Linked DNA regions of Mus musculus: all the other regions are linked to region 1. A link is a contact called in public promoter capture Hi-C data. All regions are on one chromosome and are shown on one strand. Each heading gives the region's core, a stretch centred on a gene start, on an enhancer-like site or on the middle of the called end of the contact. The rest is flanking DNA. Distances are from core to core; before and after follow the strand shown.

Region 1 (2,991 bases), core at 278-2,777:
CAGACTTATTTGAAGCAAAAGCAAAGCCCAAATTAACTCTTTCTTATGGTGTAAATGAAAGAATAATTCCATTTCAGGTGGTCAGTATAATTAAGAAATCTTATTCCTAAGGAGTATTTTATGGAAAAGACATAATTTTAGGGCATCTAGAAGCTTAAAGCAGCAGGGGAAGGAGAAATATGGCCTTTTGTCCAACAGCAAGTTGGGCTGTGTAGGATTCTAATAGAAAAAGACATTTAGACTCAGCCTGAGACCTAAAAGGTCACCTGGTTTAATCCCTACTTAATATCTTTAATGTACCTGTCATTCTTGTTTCAAGTGTGAGGTCATCTCAGATACCTGTTAGTGCAGCAGGGCATAAATTATAAACAAAATTGTTAGCTGCCTGGAAGGCCTGGAAAGTTCCTCTCTGTGTCCCAAAGGGAGAAATGACTTTCAAGGGCCACATGATCACTGAGTGAATATCCACGAATCCTTTCTGCACTTTTCTCAAGGACTTCCAAAAAGAGTATACAGAGATGAATCAATATTTATTGGATGCCCAAATTATAAGCATCCAAGTACTTTAATCATGTTTACAAAGATAAAAATAATTTGAATTTTCAGCCCTGACTTTTTATGTGAGGTTTTACCACTTAGGGCTTTGGAAAGGTATTTAGGTTCTTTGTACTTGTGTTTGTTTCTCCCGCATTAAAAAAAGTATACCATCGCATACTTTACTGAGTTGAAGGCTAAAGCATAGATTATCAAGTTCAGGTAAGACACTCAGTAGTTGGTAACTATTGTTACCATTCTTCCAGAGGGCCACTAATTAGGTATAATGAAAGAACGTGGGAACGGAAGTTGAAACCGCCATTCACCAGCTGTGTAACACTGTGCCTGGCGATCAATCATCAGGCAGTGTGAAGAGGTTATAAGGATAGGTAACTGTCTCAAAATTAAGAGAGACTTGTAAACAAGCACTTCTATTACAAAGTGAAGAGCGCTGCAACCTAGTTCGGCCCCAAGAGCTTGGTGGCCGGGTGCTAACCTCAGTTTGGGAGGAGCAAAAGAGATGACAACAGATCTGCTGCTCAAAGCGTCTGACACTGTTGTTGTGAATAATGAGTGATGGACGAGGAGGGTTCTACCCTCCTGGGTCTGGACCTGAGCGGCCAGAGCCCGGGCCCGGCTCCTCCACAGCGGGCGGTGGTGCTGGGGACCTTCCCTCAGGTGCCGACCCCCAGCTGCGCCGCCCGTAACCGACAGGCCCGGCCGGCCGCCTCCGCCCCCACTCGCCGCGCCACGGCGGAAGTGGCAGCCGGAGCGGACGGCGGGTGTCGAGAGGGGAGGGCGGGGGGAGACCGTGCGCAGCGGCCGGAGGCCGTGGGGTGGCGGGCCCGCCGGGGGTCTCACCTGCAGCGGGGAGGGTCCTCCAACACCAGCACGCGGCAAGAGCAAGATGGCTGCCTCAGCTGAGACAGAGAAAGACCGCGGCGGCAGCGGCGGCGGCGGCGGGAGAGGCCCACGTGACGCACGGCCCCGCCTCGACCGCGGGAGGGAGGCGGGGTGGGGGTGGGTACGGCAACTGCGCGCCTGCCTCCCGACTACAAAGCCCAGCATGCCTCGCGCACCTCACTATTCTGATTGGCGGCCGGGCTGCTTCCTGGAGGAGGCGGCGGTCCCCTTGGCGTCCCATTGTGTCTGCGCTTACCTTTTGTCTTGGATTTAACAGAAGGGTGGTGTGGGGTCTAGTTCGGGTTGTACACCTTGGATGTCCTTCACTAAGCATTGAGCTCTAATGGACTCTCATCAGGAGGGAAAGTCGGCAGTTGACTTGTTAGGTAGTAACTCGACCCAATACAAAAAGCAACAGACTTAACGGAAAGAAGCTTTACACTTTACGTGCTTGAGATGACTTATGTCCCAGTTCCCTCGGACTACCTCTTCAGTTGTGCAATAAAAGGCCCCAAGCATGGTTTTCTTGGACCTTATGTCAGTTGGTTGCATCATGCCTGAGTGGAAGTCCTGCGAATGCGAGTGGGGGTGGGGGGAAGGGTCCAGCGCTTCTCCAAAGTGCTTGCCTGCAAGACACAGACGCGTGCACAGCGAAACGGGCTTACCGAGTCTCTTTGGAATCCCAAACAGAAATCTAACAATGAAATGCTGTTGTCCAGTATTTTTAACTTGTGCGAGGGGGCGGGAAATTCCAAGCCCTCTGTTGTGATAGGCTGATCTCAAAGATAATAATTTGCATTTTGAATATTTAGTGTAGTGGTCCATTGGAGGGAGGGGCTAGGCTAGAGGTCAGACGTAATTAACAACGGTTTTCCTGAACCTTTCCCCAGCCCTCACCAATTCGGGCCACCTCATCCGGCTGTTTCTTTAAGCCTGGATATCAAGGACTTAGGGAAAGCAAACTCGAGATGTACTCCCACATCCTTCTACGTGATCTGCACCTTTAAACTTACTCCATTCCAAAGCGGACCCTCGAGGCACCGCCCACATCCGTCTAACATCACTTCCTTCAGTGTTTGGCTAGGAAAAAAAAAAAAAAAAAAAAATCTGGGAATCCGAGGGGTTGGGCTGAACGGCGATAAGGGGGCAGAGCGGAGCTTCTGCTGGAAATCCTGTTCCCTCAATCCGGTGGCTCTGTGCAACTACCACCGTGGAGATGTCGCTTCGTTTCGGGGCCACCTGTTTGCTGAGCTTCAGTTTCCTGCTCCTCATCACTTCTTCAGACGGACGCACTGGGCTTGGAAAGGGTCAGACCTCATTCTTACCGTAATCTTTACGGACCCCGGGCCTTCTTAACACTTTATTTTCTCACTGTATCTTAGGCCACTTTAGATTCCTTTTTATCTTCCCCAACTGCTTTTGTGGATTTCTCGGGGTCAGGAGTACCAGGTCCGGGAGAGGGTTTAAGAGAAGGAAGTTGTACTTGAGGGCGCTCTTAATTCTTGGGATTGAGAAGATATGGCCCTTAAATTAGGACTAGGTTGTTTAAGAGTC
Region 2 (2,991 bases), core at 189-2,688, 9.1 Mb after region 1:
TGGATTCAGGGGGAAGCAGCGCCCAAAACGCTCCAGGGACTCAGGCTGTGAGCTCGGGGATCCCACTGGCAGGGGAAGAGCTGGGCGGGAGATGAGCAGATCTTGGTACTTTGGGAGCAGGAGCATGGCCAAAGGCTCTGAAAGAGGTGCATCAGAGTTGAAGTCTGGCAAAGTAAGAGATGTCTCATCCCCAGATGCCTCAATGTGACCCTAAAGGACAAGCCAGGCCAACTGAGGCCAAGAGCTCTAGGTAAGTGTGCTTAAATAGGAGGAATTAAGGCATGAAGCTGTGGACCCACCCTTCTTTCCCTCACAGGTATAATTTCTCACCTAGGGCATGGGCACAAGCTGGCTCACTCAGCAGTACCACCGGGGCTGTCGGATCTGGGTTCTGGGCTTCAAAGGCCTTTGCACAGAGCTCTAAAGCAACGGGTCGCTGACCAAGGACAAAGGTGATGGGCAGCTGCGAGGCTGGGGGGCTTAAGCAGGCAGGACCGAAGTGCACAAGGGCTTGAGCTCCAGCCTGCTCGGCGCCCAGCACATCCACACAGCAGCTGCAGGGGAGAGAGCATTGGTGAGAGGTGTTCCCTACCTGGAGAGAAGAGTTGTCATCAATGGGAAATGTGGCCAGTGGAGAAAATGGCACCAAGCTAGGAATTCACTGTGACTGAGGGAAGCTGGCATCAGGAGCTTCTCATCGTGCAAACACGGTCACTGGAGGCAGACACTGTGGGCTGGGAAACCCCATACCTGCCATAAGCTGTGTCCCCTAAAATGAACATCTTAGCTCCTGTGACTTCCTCCAGCCGGGCAGCCACCGCTCCCGCATCTCCTAGTAACTGGTCAGGGAACTGCAAAGTCACCTGTAAATACAAGCCACAAGTCAGCGACAACCTCACTCCTCCACCAACAGCCTCTGCAAAAAAACAAAAAACAAACAAAAAAACAAACAAACAAACAAAAAAACCCACTAAACATCCCAAGCCCCTACTTCTAAGGAGGCAGCCAGCCCCACAGAGTTGTGGGTAATCCGTGCGATACGGGCGGATCCCGACCCAAAGTCCCAATCTCCGCAACCCATACCCAGAGGAGAGCCCGCGCCCCGCGCCCCCTTTTCGCGCCCCCTTCTCTGAACCAGACCTCACCCGCTGACAACCTAAATCGCAGACAAATTTCGTAACTCGCTCCAGCTCATACACGCGGTCCAGGTCTTCAGGAGGAGTGAACTGTCCTGGAACGCCCGCCTCCCGTTGCAGGGCTGCCTCCGCAGGGCTGCTGAACGTAGACTCCATTGGGCGCAGCTTGGGTGGGGTGAGATGCAGCTGCACCCTCAAAAGTCCTCGAGGTCACAGCAGCTCTGTTTGTGGATCCGGACCAACCTGTCCTCGGGTCCTAGGATCCAAACCGTACGCTTCCAAATTCCCGGCTCTCCACTACACATGGACCTACGGAGATTACTTCCGGGTTCAAGGACTTCCCACAGAGAACCAATCACTAGCCTCTCACTCAGGACCAATCGGAAGTGCCGCAAAGCCTTGTGGGTGTTGTGGTTCCACTGGCTAAAGCTTCTTCCCGGATACCCTAAGGCCAGCCTGCCGGTGCCCTCTAATTTCTAAGTCACTAATTCAGTGTGAGCAGGCGCTATCTGCTGATCATATTTAAACGCGCGCGCGTGTGCACGTATATACATACAGTGAGAGCAAGGGTCCTTATACAGCTCAGTTCTTCAGGGTTGGCTGCAAGCTCCCTAATCCACCAAGCCATCTTCACAGCCCCCAGAATCTGAAACAGGGTCTTGCTGTGTGACCGAGCTGGATCTCCCAGTACTGCATAATTTCCAACTCAGTGCCCACAGCTTGGGTTTGAATATTTGTGAGCAGGTACTTACTGCCAGACATCGTAAAATGTCTCTATGTCCTTTACTTTGCCTGCTAGAGAATTGTCCCACAACCTGTTGTCCTCACGGTCTGTCAACCAAACACTGACCCTTGCTAAGTTCACCAGTTCATCATTAGAAGCAAGAATTATCCCATATAGATAAGAAAAACAAAACCATGTCTGCTGGTTCTAGAAACTGGGCTTTAGAGCCCGAATTTATTCTCTCGCCCCACCTCCTTGGGACTGAACCTGGGGCCTCGTGCATGGAAAGCAACGACTCTCTGGCTGAGCTACATCCCACATTCTCCCACACGACTTCTTATCATAAGGAGGGATGGGAGAGGAAGACTCTCTTCACGTGATGCCGTAGGGAAAAAGGACTGAAAACATGTGGCGCATCTCTGCATCCTCCAGGAGAGCTGAGAAATCAGGACTGTGGGAATGGGACTAACGGGGCTGGAGAAATGTTTCAGTGGCTAAGAGCACTTGCTGTGCTTGCAGTGGGTTCAGTTACCACCACCCACATGGTGGCTTATAACTATGTGCAACTCCAGTTCTAGGAGGTCCCTTTCCTTTTTTTTTGTTTTGTTTTTTTTTCGAGACAGGGTTTCTCTGTATAGCCCTGGCTATCCTGGAAGTCACTTTGTAGACCAGGCTGGCCTCAAACTCAGAAATCCGCCTGTCTCTGCCTCCCAAGTGCTGGGATTAAAGGCGTGCGCCACTACGCCCAGCTTTTTTTTTTTTTTTTTTTTTTTTTTTGTCCCTTTTCTAATACCTGCAGGCAACTACACTCAGGTGGTGCGCAGATATAAACTCAGCCATACACACATACACATTTTTTTTTAATTGGGACTGAGGAGCGGGATAAATAATGAAGTGGAAGACACTGATGCTACTAGCTGGCTGAGGAAGACACTGGATGGAAAAGAATGAAAGGCAGAATCAGTACAAAAGCTGGGGAAGATCAGAGGATGGGATGCAGTTACCCCATCCAGCAAGTGGATTCAGATGTCATGGATGGGAGTGGGGCGAACTCAGCCCGTTCTTCTGATCTTACTGATGGGTAACCAGAAGGGCAGGGCAGACAGAACTACAGCTGAGAAAATAAAGGAA
Region 3 (2,991 bases), core at 205-2,704, 8.3 Mb after region 1:
TGGGACTCGTACCACTGTCGGTACGGCGTGCTGTCAATAAGCACGATGCAGTTCTTCACCAGGGTCTTGGTGCGGACAAGCTCGTTGTTGGATGCATTGTAGACAACATCAATGATCCTTGTTTTGCGAGTACAACCTGCATACAAAGAGAGATTCACAATCAGGGGCTGGGGCAGTTAATGTTTTTTTATTACTGAAATCTTTTTTTAACATTCTCTAGAAAGCACCTCTCATTGCAGGAGTTAAGAGATCAGAATATGGCAAAGAATTCTCCAACTACCTCAGGATCTTTCAGCAAGAACAAATTCAAATACTTCAACACCTACTTACACTCAGAGCCCCAGGAAAAGTTCCCCACATCCAATCTCAGGGCACGGTACTTCTTATTGCCTCCTCGAACTCGGACTGTGTGTATGCGGCGAGGGCCAATCTAGAGAACACAAGAAGGCCAGAACATGTGTCATCAAAACGAGTGGGGACTGGGAGAGGAACCCGAACCAGACGGAGGTAACAGTCAGTGTAACTATGACAAGTCCTTGCATTGGCAAGTGGTGTACAGGTGGCCAAGACGGCCATAACCACGCCTAAGGATACGTTTTCATCACCCTAGTTACCTCCAGAAAAAGCCAGACCCCCCCTAACACAGGAAGAACCCCAGTAAGGAACACACCAAGCTTGCAGCTCTCCCACTCCTAGGCTCCAGTAGACCCTAAGCTTGGAGATTAGGGTGCACAGACCCTGCACGTGGACACACTTCCATGTCCAGTCGCCAGCACCGAGAAACCTGAGCCTTACAAAGGTGATCACAGCCACTCGTGTTCCCCAGCAAACACGCTCTAGCGCAGGGGAAGGCAGCCTCTCCCAGTCGTCCTCCCCCCGACCCCCGCACGCACCTTCGTGTTGGCAGCGGGCCGTCCCAGCTCATACTTTCGCTTCTTGTGGTAGGGTTTTCGCTTACCCCCGGTCTTGCGGCGCTTGTGCCAGTTGTCCCGAGAGATGCCTGTGTGTGGGAGCGAGGACGCAAGCCTGAGCAACCGGGCCTCGCCGCCGGCCAATCAGCCCGCTCCCGAGCCCCGCGCTGCGCGGGCTGCCCGCACGCTCAGCTCTCCAAGGTTGGCTTCCCCACGACGCAGTCGGGAGTGTGCAGCATACCCAGGTGTCATCATCCGCGTGCGGCCCGGCCCGCGGCAGCCATGTTGGCCCGCTCGCAGCCCGGAGCCCCGGAGGCGGCCGCAGCGATCTCCACAGCCCTAGCCCACCGCAGGCCCTTGCCACGGCTGCCCGTGGCCCATGGTCGGGCCGAGCATGCGTCGGGAGGCAGGATGGAGACGGATGGAGCTCGCTCCCCCGCGGCCCGACCCGGCCCGCAGCAACACTCACCCATCGCTCGGCGCTGGCTGGAAAGAGGAAGCGCAAAGCTTCACGGTCCGGTTTCTAAAACTCAGCCCCGCCTTCTTTACGTCTCTTCCGGTTGCCGGGAAGGACCTGGGGCCGCGGCGAGCCTGGGACGCTGGCACAGGGGAGGGTCCTGCGGCGTGCGAACTCACGCGGACCCCGCCTCAAATCCCTTGACCTTGGGCGGTCTGGAGGGCGGGCTCCTTAAGCTGAGCTATAGGGCACACTTGCCTGCCTGTTGTGCTTACATTTTGTCCTTTAAATTTTTTTTTTTTTTTTTTTTTTTAAACCGGGCGTGGTGGCGCACGCCTTTAATCCCAGCACTCGGGAGACAGAGGCAGGCGAATTTCTGAGTTTGAGGCCAACCTGGTCTACAAAGTGAGTTCTAGGACAGCCAGGGCTATACAGAGAAACCCTTGTAAACTTGTAAAACCAAAAAAGAAAAAAGAGTAAAGGGCCCTAATTGGAAAAGTGAAGTAGTAGAAGCTCCAACGCTCTGTTCACAGGGGGACTTGACCCTGTATATGAACACACAAAATTCATGTGTATCTCTTACATGGCAGCAATTAGCAATCAAAAAGGAAATTAAAAACAGTTTTAGTTCTGGAAAGATTGGTACTGCAAACTGTGCTCAGGGTCTCTTCAAAAGCATCAAGTGCTTAGGTCGACTCACAGTTCCTGAAATTCCAATTCCAAAGTATCTGACAATCTGGTCTGGCCCAGTGGGTCAAACCTGAAATCCAGCACTGAGACAGAGAATTATCACCAGTTGAGGGCTAGCCTGAGCTAAAGAATGAGCTACTGCTCAGTGGGAGGAACAAGCGGCCGGCTGAGGAGAAACTGAGGCACTAGACACCCCTCCAAGTGAAATCAAAGCAGAGGACAGTGGGGCTCCGGCGTCAGACAAGATGAGAGCTCAGTCAGTACATTTTATTTCTTAAACTTAAACGTCGCCTTGAATGTCAGTGAACGTCTACTTTTAAAGGGACCTCTCACCTGACCGATTTCTTTTTGAATTTTAAACTTTAACTTCAAATGTTTTAAATTTTGATTCTGAGGTTTTTACTGCGTGTATCCGATTTTTTTTTTTTAAAGATTTATTTATTTAGTATATGTAAGTACACTGTAGCTGTCTTGAGACACTCCAGAAGAGGGCATCAGATTTCGTTACGGATGTTTGTGAGCCACCATGTGGTTGCTGGGATTTGAACTCCGGACCTTTGGAAGAGCAGTCGGCCCTCTTAACCACTGAGCCATCTCGCCAGCCCCCCCCCCCCCCACGATTTTACAGTTTTGAAGCGATTTTTTTGTTGTGTTTGTTTTTTTGGGGTTTTTTGTTTGTTTGTTTGTTTTGTTTTGTTTTTTTGAGACAGGGTTTCTCTGAATAGCCCTGGCTGTCCTGGAACTCACTTTGTAGACCAGGCTGGCCTCGAACTCAGAAATCTACCTGCCTCTGCCTCCCGAGTGCTGGATTAAAGGCGTGCACCACCACCGCCTGGCTTGAAGAGATTTTTAATTTTGTTTTAATATCATTTAATCATTTTAATATCATTTAAAAGTGTTCTTGAGCCAGGCCTGAAGGCACAAGCTTGTGAT
Region 4 (2,991 bases), core at 128-2,627, 7.4 Mb after region 1:
AGGATGGCAATTCTAGGCACAGGTTAGCTATTCAGGGTTCCCCAGCAAGTTAATTAGCTGTTTCTGAAATGCATGAAAATGTTCAGCATTTTTTCTGAAGCAAGTCTCAGAACTTTAAGCTTGGAAGGAGGGACCTGTGTGTTAGGAAGTGGGAAACAGAAAAGCGCCTTTTTGGTAGGGGAATGCAACACCTGTGACTTACCACAGAAAACACACAGACACTGTAATTTAAAAAATCTATTTAATTCTTATTTCTTTATTTTCTGATTTGAGTACTAGAACTGGAGGGCTCGATGAGATGCCTCACTCTTTGCTTGAGCGTAACTATGGGTTCTAAAGTCCTTCAGTGTGAAGCGGAGTAGCGGGGGGGGGGGGGGATGACTCCCCAAGGAACATTCAAGGTTCAGGTACCCTCAGGGAGTGTGTGTGTGGGGGGGGTGGGGTGGGGGACGATGGGGATCTTGTCTGGACAGAGAGTCCTGCAAGTGGGCTTGGCGACCTTTGCTGTATCTGATGATTTAACACCGGGGTAGGGGAGGGCGAACGCAGCAAGGTGAAGAGGTTTGTGAGGAGGAACTCTGCCCAGAGACTTCCAATGGAGCAGAAGAGTGTGCGCCCCGCCAAGTGACAGCACGCCCCGCTGCCGCCGCTCCCCTCCCCCCGCAGCTAGTCTCCAGGCAGAAGAGTCTCGCGCCAGCCCGTTCTCCCCCTCGTCACTCGTCCGGGAGGACCGAGCCACAGCGGGAAGCCCCGCCAGTCTCCGGGCAGCTTGAGCCCCCGAGCGCTCGCCCAGCCTGTCAGTAACCGCCGTTTGCGCCTTCTTTCTTTCTCCACACCCCCTCTTCTTCCTCCTCTTTTCTTTTCCCCTCTGCCTTTGTCCCGCTTAGTAACTGAGGTCCGACCAATCGCCGCCTTACCGGCCGGCGCCGGCTATCTCCTGATTGGCTCGCTTGGGGCGCGCAGCCGTCTCCGCTCCTCAGCTGGAGCAGGGCAGACAAAAGACGCAGGCTCGGGCTCCGGCAACCGGGCTCAGCCAATCACCATCCGCCCCCCACTCTTGGAGGAGCTCGCGTGCGCCCGGCTCCGACTCCTGGCGAGCGGCCAGCGCCCGGACTGTACCATTCTGAGCGAGGCTAGGGGGTAATGGCAAAGTCTGATTAAAGTGTCGAGTCTCGCAGGCTGACGGGGAGAGTTAAAAGTCGAAGCGGAGGGTGGTGGCAGTCTTCATTTCTTAGGCACTTGACAATCTTTGCAGTTAAGGTGCAAAGGAGTGGAAAGGACAGTCGAGCTACCGGCTCTTCCTCCTGTCCTGCCCGGTTGGTTGGCGCCTCAGCGGGGGTGGCAAGGGGGGAGGGCGGGGGAGGAGGTCCCCTCAGCGCAGTTAAAATGAAACTCTAGTGGTTGGAGCCAGGGCAGAGCGTGAGGGGAGCCGGCGCTGTCGTGGTTACCTTTACTACTCGGGCACAGTCGAGCTGACTGGACTCTCCAAGGGGTCGCCATCCCGAAGCTGCGGAAGCTTGGGTTCCCAGCCTGACGCGAATAGAGCCCGAGTCCCAATCCCAGAGGGAATCGCTCTCCGCAGACCAGTGGGACCCCGAAACTTGAACGCAAACCCCCTTTTCAAGCCTTTGTCACTTCCCCAGCTTTCTCCCAACGCGTTCTTTTTTCCCCCTTCCTCTCCATTCTCTCTTCTCCGAAGGACACAAAAGTGGCTTCCGCTGAAAGATTAGGAGGCGGTGGGAGCTTTTCCCTTTGGAGAGCGATTGTGTAGGAAGGATTTTCGGGAAGCTGCTTTTTAACACCACTGCTCTTTGCTTTCCGAGCTTCCCTGTAACCCTCTGAGGTAAAAACCCCGTAGCTTGAAAGTTCGGGGTATTTTGTTGGGTGCTTTAGGAGGAGAGAAGAGGAGGACCTTGTCCTCATCCTAGTAGTTTGGCTGGACTTGTACTGGCCGTTGGAAACCCCCAAGTACATTTCCGTGTGGAACTTTTGCAAATATATATTTAGATTTTAAATATCAGATAAAAGATATATATGCTTTTTATATATTTCCCGACGACCTGCCCCTGACAGCGCGATGTACAATACGGTGTGGAGTATGGACCGCGATGACGCAGACTGGAGGGAGGTGATGATGCCCTATTCGACAGAACTGATATTTTATATTGAAATGGATCCTCCAGGTATTTGAGAGCAAACTTGTTATTTTTATTATTTTTTAAAATTTTTGGATGGGTCTGATTTGTGCTTAACAAAACCCCGGTGACGTTTTCAGGCCAGAAGTATTCTTGGGTGCGCCAGGTTCGGGATGAGGGGTAGATTGCAGTTATAGCTGCAGTAAAACTGCTCTGGCTTACACCTTTAAAGTTTGCAGTTAGGACCCTGATCCCATTGTCCTGAGGGGGTGGGGGCGGGGGGACTGGAGTGGGAGGAAAGACCCGTTTTGGTTTGGCCTTTGCATGTCATTCAGGGTTTTGACGGCCCTCCACTTTTTTTTTTTTTTTTAATCAAGATTTCTGCTGGCAAGGGATGTATTATAATCCATGCTTGAAGAATTTCCCTTTGTGGCGATTCCTTAAAGCTTATACTTTAGTGCAGTTATCTGCTATGGTTCGTTGTTATTTTACCTTGGTTAACTTTAGAAACTGAGTTGCCTTTGTGATTATTCATTTTGAGACTCCGTGCTTCTCTCATAGAAACCAAATGCCGGTTAGTGATTTTCAGGGATTGTGCGTTCTTATTCATTCATGGCCTTAGTCTGAGGCTTTTTTTCTCCTATGCATATAGTTTCTTAGGTCTGCATGTAGTATTTTACTACTCGTTAATTAATTTATGGTGATTTAACTTAATTTGGGGGGTAGAATTGATATAATTTCGACTCTTAAAAATAAAGAATCTTTCTCTTTCCCGTGAATGGGATATATACATATCTGTGATAGGTTTCTATATATGTACATGTGAATTGTACATATAAATATATTTTTATTTGAG
Region 5 (2,991 bases), core at 217-2,716, 7.2 Mb after region 1:
AATCCAAATACAGGTCTAATTCTGTTTCCACCAATGAGAAAATCCAAAGTCACACTGAATAAAAAGATTTCATCTCCATTCATTATGGATCTTTCACAAAATTAATTTAACTTTCTTCATTTTATTATTTGATTTGTTGGTTTATTGTTTTTTTGAGAAAGGATCTCTATAGTCCTGGCTGTCATGGAGTTTGATATGAAGACCAGGATGGCTCTGAACTTACAGAGATCCTCCTGCCATTGCCTCCTGAGTGTTGGGATTAAAGACACGGACCACCATGCCCAACTTTCTTAATTTTAAAACTTCTATCTGCTGTGGTATCCTGTTAAACTTTCTGAGAATGAAAACTTGAAAAAATTAAGGGATAAATAATTTGCCAACTAATTAATCCATTAAGCCCTGATGGCTTGTCCTGAAGTAGACAAGACAAATGCACAGGAAATGGAAGCAAAGTGAGTCTCGGGCTAGAGCTCTGGCTCTCAAGCCTGGACGTCTGCATTGGAGTCCCAGTTGTATTGTCTTGCTAGTTGTGTGCCCTCATTCAAGATAAACTTCCTTGCTTGCTGCCTCATGTAATAAAAGTGACAAAAATATATAATGTACCTGATATTTACCTCATGGGGAAACTGTGCAAGTTAAGTATCTTAGTGCATATAAAGCACTCAGCACATAAGCAGCCAATATTTATCACAATGATGCTCAACTTGGGAAAGAGCTCCCTCTTGCACCACAGAATTACACTACACATTCTTAAACTGTCCCCAAAGGCACAAGTCCTCGGCCATCTCCATCCCAAAAGATAAAGAACCGCTTTTTGTTGGAGATGCTGGGAAGCGAATACAGGGCTTGTTAATGCTAGGCAAGAGCTTTACCATGAAGCTACACCCCAACTCCTGAAAGCACTTTTCCGAAGACTAGGGTCCCCGAAATCTCCATAAATAAATTCTGACCTAAGCTACGTTAAAGACTAACGTTAGTTTTTTGCTTCACGCACTTATCAAGTTAGAACCTCAAAACATTTATCAAATTAGAACCTCAAAAACCTGGGGGGGGGTTGTTTGTTTGTTTACACAAGTTTATCAGTGCAGCATTATAAACTCCAGTTACACTTTCACATTCCTGGTTTGGGGAAGCCAATCCCGAGAAAGACTAGCTATTAATCTGCCCAAGGTCAACCAAAGAATTCTGAAGGTAAGTAACGGAAACCACCTCTCTGGACCCCGCAAACCCTAGGCTATAAACCCGGACTAAGAGAGCCCCGGGAGGTGCTTTGTTGAGCTAGGTCCCGGGCCCGCCAACCTCGAAGCCTTACCTCTTTGGGGTCTCCAGATCCAGTGAGCATCTTTCGTTCGTCCTCTAGTCCCATGTCGGGAGCCGGTTTGGGATCCAACAAGCGCAACCAGAGTAGTACTCCACTTCAGGTTTAAGAAGGACTAGTAAGGGTCACTCGACGGATATCCGGCGACCTGGCCGGAAGTGCGGCATACTCCTCGTAGTCCCGAACACACGCACAAATTGGGCTGTACTACTCGCTAGCTACGAGACGTAGGGGGAGCTGCTATATACGCCTGCAAAGAATTTGCTAAGAAACATCCTTTCGGTCACTTCTTGCCCAAATGTGTTGATCTACAGTATTTTTCCAAGTAGTATTCCCTAAGATACTTGAGTCATCTGCTCCTCTGTTTGACGATCTTTTAATGTTGTTTCTGTTCTTCCCCATATCCCTTATGGAGCGGTCCTAAAAGCTGACCTCTTCAAGATGGCGGCCCGCGGGTGTCATTCTCGGGCTCGCGCACCTCCCCAAGATGGCGGCGCCCGAGGCCTGGCGCGCCCGGAGTTGCTGGTTCTGTGAGGTAGCGGCAGCAACGACCATGGAGGCCACGTCCCGGGAGGCGGCGCCAGCGAAGAGCTCGGCCTCGGGCCCCAGCGCTCCCCCCGCCCTGTTCGAGCTGTGCGGGCGGGCAGTGAGCGCCCATATGGGGGTTCTGGAGAGCGGGGTGTGGGGTAAGTCGCGGAGTGAGGGGCGACCTCCGGCAGCGAGCGGGGGCGGCCCGGCGGCCAGGGGGCGCGGGGGGCGAGGCCGAGAGGCCCGGGGCCAGGCCCAGCTGGGAGCCCCGGGAGTTCGATGGTGGAGTCGGAACAGAAATTCCGTGACTGACAGGGCGGGACGGAGTGAAGCCTGAGACCGAGGGAGCCGGTGAAGCCGAGCCGCGGCTCGCCTGGGGGGCGCGGGGGGCGAGGCCAGAAGGCCCGGTACGGGGCAGAGCTGCCAGGGCCCTAGCGACGGGGGCTGGAGTAGCAGGCCGGAGCCACAGGCTCGGAACTGACACTGGGCTGGACCGGACTGAACGGAGGATTCTCGGATCTCGAACCGACGGGGCAGGGATGGCCGGGCTGCCCCGGGGCAGGGACCGACTTTGGCAGGCCCGACCCGAGGCAAGGAGGCCAGGCCCGCAGCCACCTGCGCTGCCGGCCCGGGGCCTCCGCTGTCCGCCGGGCACACCACCGGTACCTGGACTCCGGGAGCCCCGCGGATGGGCGGGGTGGGACAGCCCAGTGGAGAGCGAGCGAGGGACCGGAGTCGCGGGGAGAAGCCGAAAAGGCTGGGAGCGCCGTGGCCTGTTTGACGGCCCGAGCGAGGGCTGAAGGGAGCGCACCGACGCCCCAGACCTCGCTGCTAAACTGAGCTGCGGGTCTGCCCGCCGAGCAGGTAGCGCCGGTGGCCTTCTGGATGGACCGGGGCGGTGGTGGAGAAGGTAGGAAAGTGAGTGGAGGGCTCCGGGAGACGCTCCGTAAGCACGGACAGGCTCGGGAGACCGGCCGGCGGGAAGGGCCGAAGAGGCCTCAGGCCGGGCAGGGGCCAGGGTATCCCGGACTGCGGAGCTAGAGTCGGGTGAGACGCGTCATGGGGAAGAGGCCTTGGGCCGAATAGGAGGGAGCCGAGGCCTTAGTTGTGAGAGCGGCCGGTACGGAGGGGCTGGACCCGGCTAG
Region 6 (2,991 bases), core at 207-2,706, 7.0 Mb after region 1:
CAATGTCTCCGCAGTCACTCCTTCTCGCTTTCATGTCCTCCGGGATGTCTTCGGCAGCCCAGCTGCCTGCCTTGGCCTTCTGTGGTACTTACTTTTTATGCTGTAACAAAATACTAAGGAAAAGCTTTTTGTTTTGGCTCACAGTTTGAGAGTGCAGTCCACCATGGTAGGGAAAGTATGTCAAGACAGGCTCTAAGCTGTGACAGCAAGAGTCTGGAACAGTGGTGAAGAAATGGAGGTGGATGGACACCTGTGCTCTATTGGCTCCCCCACCCTCACCCACCTTTCTGTTAGTTTAGTTCAGGATGGCAGGAGACACATTCAAGGAGAGCCAGTCCTCCTCAGTTAAACAACCCCTTGGGAATACACACTCCCAGAGAGGCGACTCCTTGGTAGTTCCGAAGCTAGTGAAGCTAACAATGAAGGTTAACCATAGCACTCACCTAGTAGAACTCTGTCTTCAACCTCCTCACCCTAGGCAGATCCTGCAGACAGGTTCCTGGGGCCAAGCCATGGTATGCATTGAGCACTGATGTGGGATAGCAGCCTGTTTCCAGGGGAGGAATCTAGGTAGAAGAGTGGGTAGTGTAGATCAAGTATGCAAAGGTTTGGAGCCAGATGGAACAGGCTGGGAGAGAAGCCATTCTAAAGAACAACAGAGACAAAGGAAGATAGGAAATGGGTAACTTTGGATGGTGTGAGAGTCTACAGAACCAGAACCAGGTGCAAGGAAGGCGAGGTCTTCTTTGAACATTCTTTGGGAATGTTTCTGTCTGGACTGACCCAGTCCACGGCTCCCATACGTGTGCTATTCATTTAAGTGTTTGGTTGTTTTGGTTTGGTTTGGTTTGGTTTTGGTTTTGGTGTTTTGTTTTGTTTTGTTTTGTTTTGTTTTGTTTTGTTTTGTTTTTAAGAGAGAGAGAGACCATCTTACCACCTAGCCCTGGCTAGCCTGGCTGGCTAGCAGCCTGGAACTCAAAGATTTGCCTGCCTCTACCTCGCTAGTGTTGAAATTAAAGACATGCGCCATCCACCAGCAGCAGCCTCCAGTGGTGGGTTTTGAGTTGCTCTGTATGGCAGTGGACTGAAGCTGAACACATTGGCTGCTAGGAACTTTTATTGAATTCAAAGACAAGTGAAGCTCAGATAACTGCAGGAGGGCTAGGAAACCATTCAAACCACAGCGGTTTTTCTTTCTGCTTCAGGCGGAAGCTAAACTTGTTCCCATTCTACAGCCTATGAATCTGAGGCTATCTCCTTAGGGAAGATCCAGGCGGTCCTTTGGGGCGGCTCCTCAGTTAGTCCTTTGCCCTCGGGGAGACAGCGAGCCCGATCGGACTTCCCACTTCCCGGAAAGGCTAAAGAGAAGAGTAAGTATCCTGGGACGGGGGAGTCCCTTTCCCCGCCCCTCCCCGCCCCGTGGCCGCGGCGTGGCTGAGCCTGGGGCGGAGCTGGCGTCTCCTCGAGCACTGGCGGCGGGACGGCGGCCGCGGCCCAGATCAGACTGGTGGGTAGACGCTGAGACCCGCACGGCGGGATCACAGGCCGGAGGACGACCGGCGCGTTGCGGTGTGGCCGCAGGGACAGAGACCCGGAGCTGTCCACTCAGGCGGAGCGGGTGAGTGAGCGCCGCGTCTCCGCGCCCCCCAGGGCCCAGTCTTGCTTCCACTTTTAGTTCTTCTTGGTCCTCGCGTGGCACCTTCTGGAAGCGACTCCGGCCCAAAAGCAGGCTGGCCACAGTCCTCAGCCCAGGGTCCGAGGCTCTCAGTGTCCGAAGTCCGGGGTGGGGGTGGCGGTAGCTGGCGGTGGTGGGGGGCGTGTCTTCAGGAGCGGAAATGTCAGGCTGGCTCCTCTGGGTCCTAGGACCTGTTTGGCCCTAACAGCTGAAGCTAAGGGGAGGTTCTTAGGAGCTCGCGGGAGGTAGGGGCGGGTCTGGCTGGACAGCGCTGCGTCTGTCGCTCCCTCTTTCTCTGAGAATCTCAAACTTAGATCTTGTCCCGCAGGGCGTGCTAGGCTAGATTCTGAGTTCAAACTGGGACCATCTTCTGGCTGATTCTAAGCCAGACTAAGGAAGGAGCAGGTGTGTCCCTGGCAGGGGACGAGGTAAGACAAACAGGCAGTGTCAGTCAGCCTGTGCTCTTCATCTAGGAAGATTAAATGCTTGGTCACGGAGTAAGCAAACCACTGACCACCTACCTAGTAATTAAAGTGGGGGGTCCACAGGGAAGAGGAAGAGAGGCTCCGTGTGAGGCTGGGAGAGGATAGTGCTAACAGACGGGATGCCCTCTTAGCTTACCTTCCGTACTCACCTCCAAGTTTACTCTTTCTAGGAAAAGTCCTGGGGCCTAAAGTTCTATACTAAGGAGGTGGGGCCTCTCTACTCCCTTCCTTCACAATTATCTATATCAGGCCAGTGGCCAGACAGCAGGAAAGGGACACTTTGTACCTTGTCATAGGCTGAGTCCCTTTTTATACCAGTCCCCTACTTCTAACTTGCTGTGCAAATTCAGGCTCCTCAAATCCTCCTCCTAGGCCTCAGTTTCGCCATCTGTTCATGTGGGACGTACCACTTGACCTCTCAGCTATCCCAACGTGTGTGTGTATGTGTGTGTGTGTGTGTGTGTGTGTGTGTGTGTGTGTGGTGCTGTGGGTATATGAAGATGGGCATGCAGAGATGGAGGCCCAGAGCTGATATCAGTTCTTTCCCCCTCACTTTTCATTTATTGAGAGGCAAGATTTACTTTCAAAACTTAATTACATTTATTTATGTGTGTCCACACACTTGCTCATGCATGCACGTATGAGCTCGGGAACACACACATTTATGTGCGCATTACAGTGCACATGTGGAGGTCAGAGACAGTTTGTGGGAGTGCTCTCCTTCCACCATGTTGGTCCCAAGAATCAAACTCAGGCAAGTTTACCCACTGAGACATCTCCCCAGCCAACTCTAAGACTCTAGAGTCTAAGCTAAAGCCTAGCCACCAACTT

Evidence for each region. Promoter capture Hi-C pulls out the DNA fragments that hold promoters and counts their contacts.
Region 2: a promoter capture Hi-C map of pre-B cells shows a contact between it and region 1, with 2.1 times the contacts expected there. The contact joins the promoter of Dph2 here to the promoter of Btf3l4 in region 1. A contact is called at or near these places in 1 of 39 promoter capture datasets (pre-B cells) and 1 of 484 Hi-C or Micro-C datasets (CD4 T cells).
Region 3: a contact with region 1 is called in a promoter capture Hi-C map of cranial neural crest. The contact joins the promoter of Rps8 here to the promoter of Btf3l4 in region 1.
Region 4: a promoter capture Hi-C map of pre-B cells shows a contact between it and region 1, with 3 times the contacts expected there. The contact joins the promoter of Pik3r3 here to the promoter of Btf3l4 in region 1. A contact is called at or near these places in 3 of 39 promoter capture datasets (cranial neural crest, frontonasal cranial neural crest and pre-B cells).
Region 5: a contact with region 1 is called in a promoter capture Hi-C map of second pharyngeal arch cranial neural crest. The contact joins the promoter of Uqcrh here to the promoter of Btf3l4 in region 1. A contact is called at or near these places in 3 of 39 promoter capture datasets (cranial neural crest, embryonic stem cells and second pharyngeal arch cranial neural crest).
Region 6: a contact with region 1 is called in a promoter capture Hi-C map of liver, with 4 times the contacts expected there. The contact joins the promoter of Mob3c here to the promoter of Btf3l4 in region 1. A contact is called at or near these places in 3 of 39 promoter capture datasets (cranial neural crest, liver and pre-B cells).

Annotation. Positions count from the first base shown.
Region 1 is chr4:108,832,113-108,835,103 of GRCm38.p6, forward strand. Btf3l4 (basic transcription factor 3-like 4) reads right to left here and starts at 1,528. Exons shown (of 6, transcript NM_027453.3): 1 at 1,396-1,528. It overlaps Txndc12 (thioredoxin domain containing 12 (endoplasmic reticulum)), which reads left to right and starts at 2,566. Exons shown (of 7, transcript NM_025334.3): 1 at 2,566-2,744. The coding sequence starts at 2,654.
Region 2 is chr4:117,890,565-117,893,555 of GRCm38.p6, forward strand. It overlaps Dph2 (DPH2 homolog), which reads right to left and starts at 1,439. Exons shown (of 6, transcript NM_026344.3): 1 at 1,146-1,439; 2 at 751-863; 3 at 331-554; 4 at 1-137. The coding sequence starts at 1,292. It also overlaps a transcript of Ipo13 not described here.
Region 3 is chr4:117,154,678-117,157,668 of GRCm38.p6, forward strand. It overlaps Rps8 (ribosomal protein S8), which reads right to left and starts at 1,455. Exons shown (of 6, transcript NM_009098.2): 1 at 1,381-1,455; 2 at 894-1,000; 3 at 331-430; 4 at 1-136. The coding sequence starts at 1,384. Snord55 (small nucleolar RNA, C/D box 55) reads right to left here and starts at 1,171; the gene lies at 1,094-1,171. LOC115490046 (a small nucleolar RNA gene) reads right to left here and starts at 612; the gene lies at 509-612.
Region 4 is chr4:116,220,231-116,223,221 of GRCm38.p6, forward strand. Pik3r3 (phosphoinositide-3-kinase regulatory subunit 3) reads left to right here and starts at 1,378. Exons shown (of 10, transcript NM_181585.6): 1 at 1,378-2,183. The coding sequence starts at 2,078.
Region 5 is chr4:116,073,604-116,076,594 of GRCm38.p6, forward strand. It overlaps Uqcrh (ubiquinol-cytochrome c reductase hinge protein), which reads right to left and starts at 1,467. Exons shown (of 4, transcript NM_025641.3): 1 at 1,313-1,467. The coding sequence starts at 1,366. It overlaps Lrrc41 (leucine rich repeat containing 41), which reads left to right and starts at 1,666. Exons shown (of 10, transcript NM_153521.2): 1 at 1,666-2,004. The coding sequence starts at 1,806.
Region 6 is chr4:115,826,624-115,829,614 of GRCm38.p6, forward strand. Mob3c (MOB kinase activator 3C) reads left to right here and starts at 1,457. Exons shown (of 4, transcript NM_175308.5): 1 at 1,457-1,618.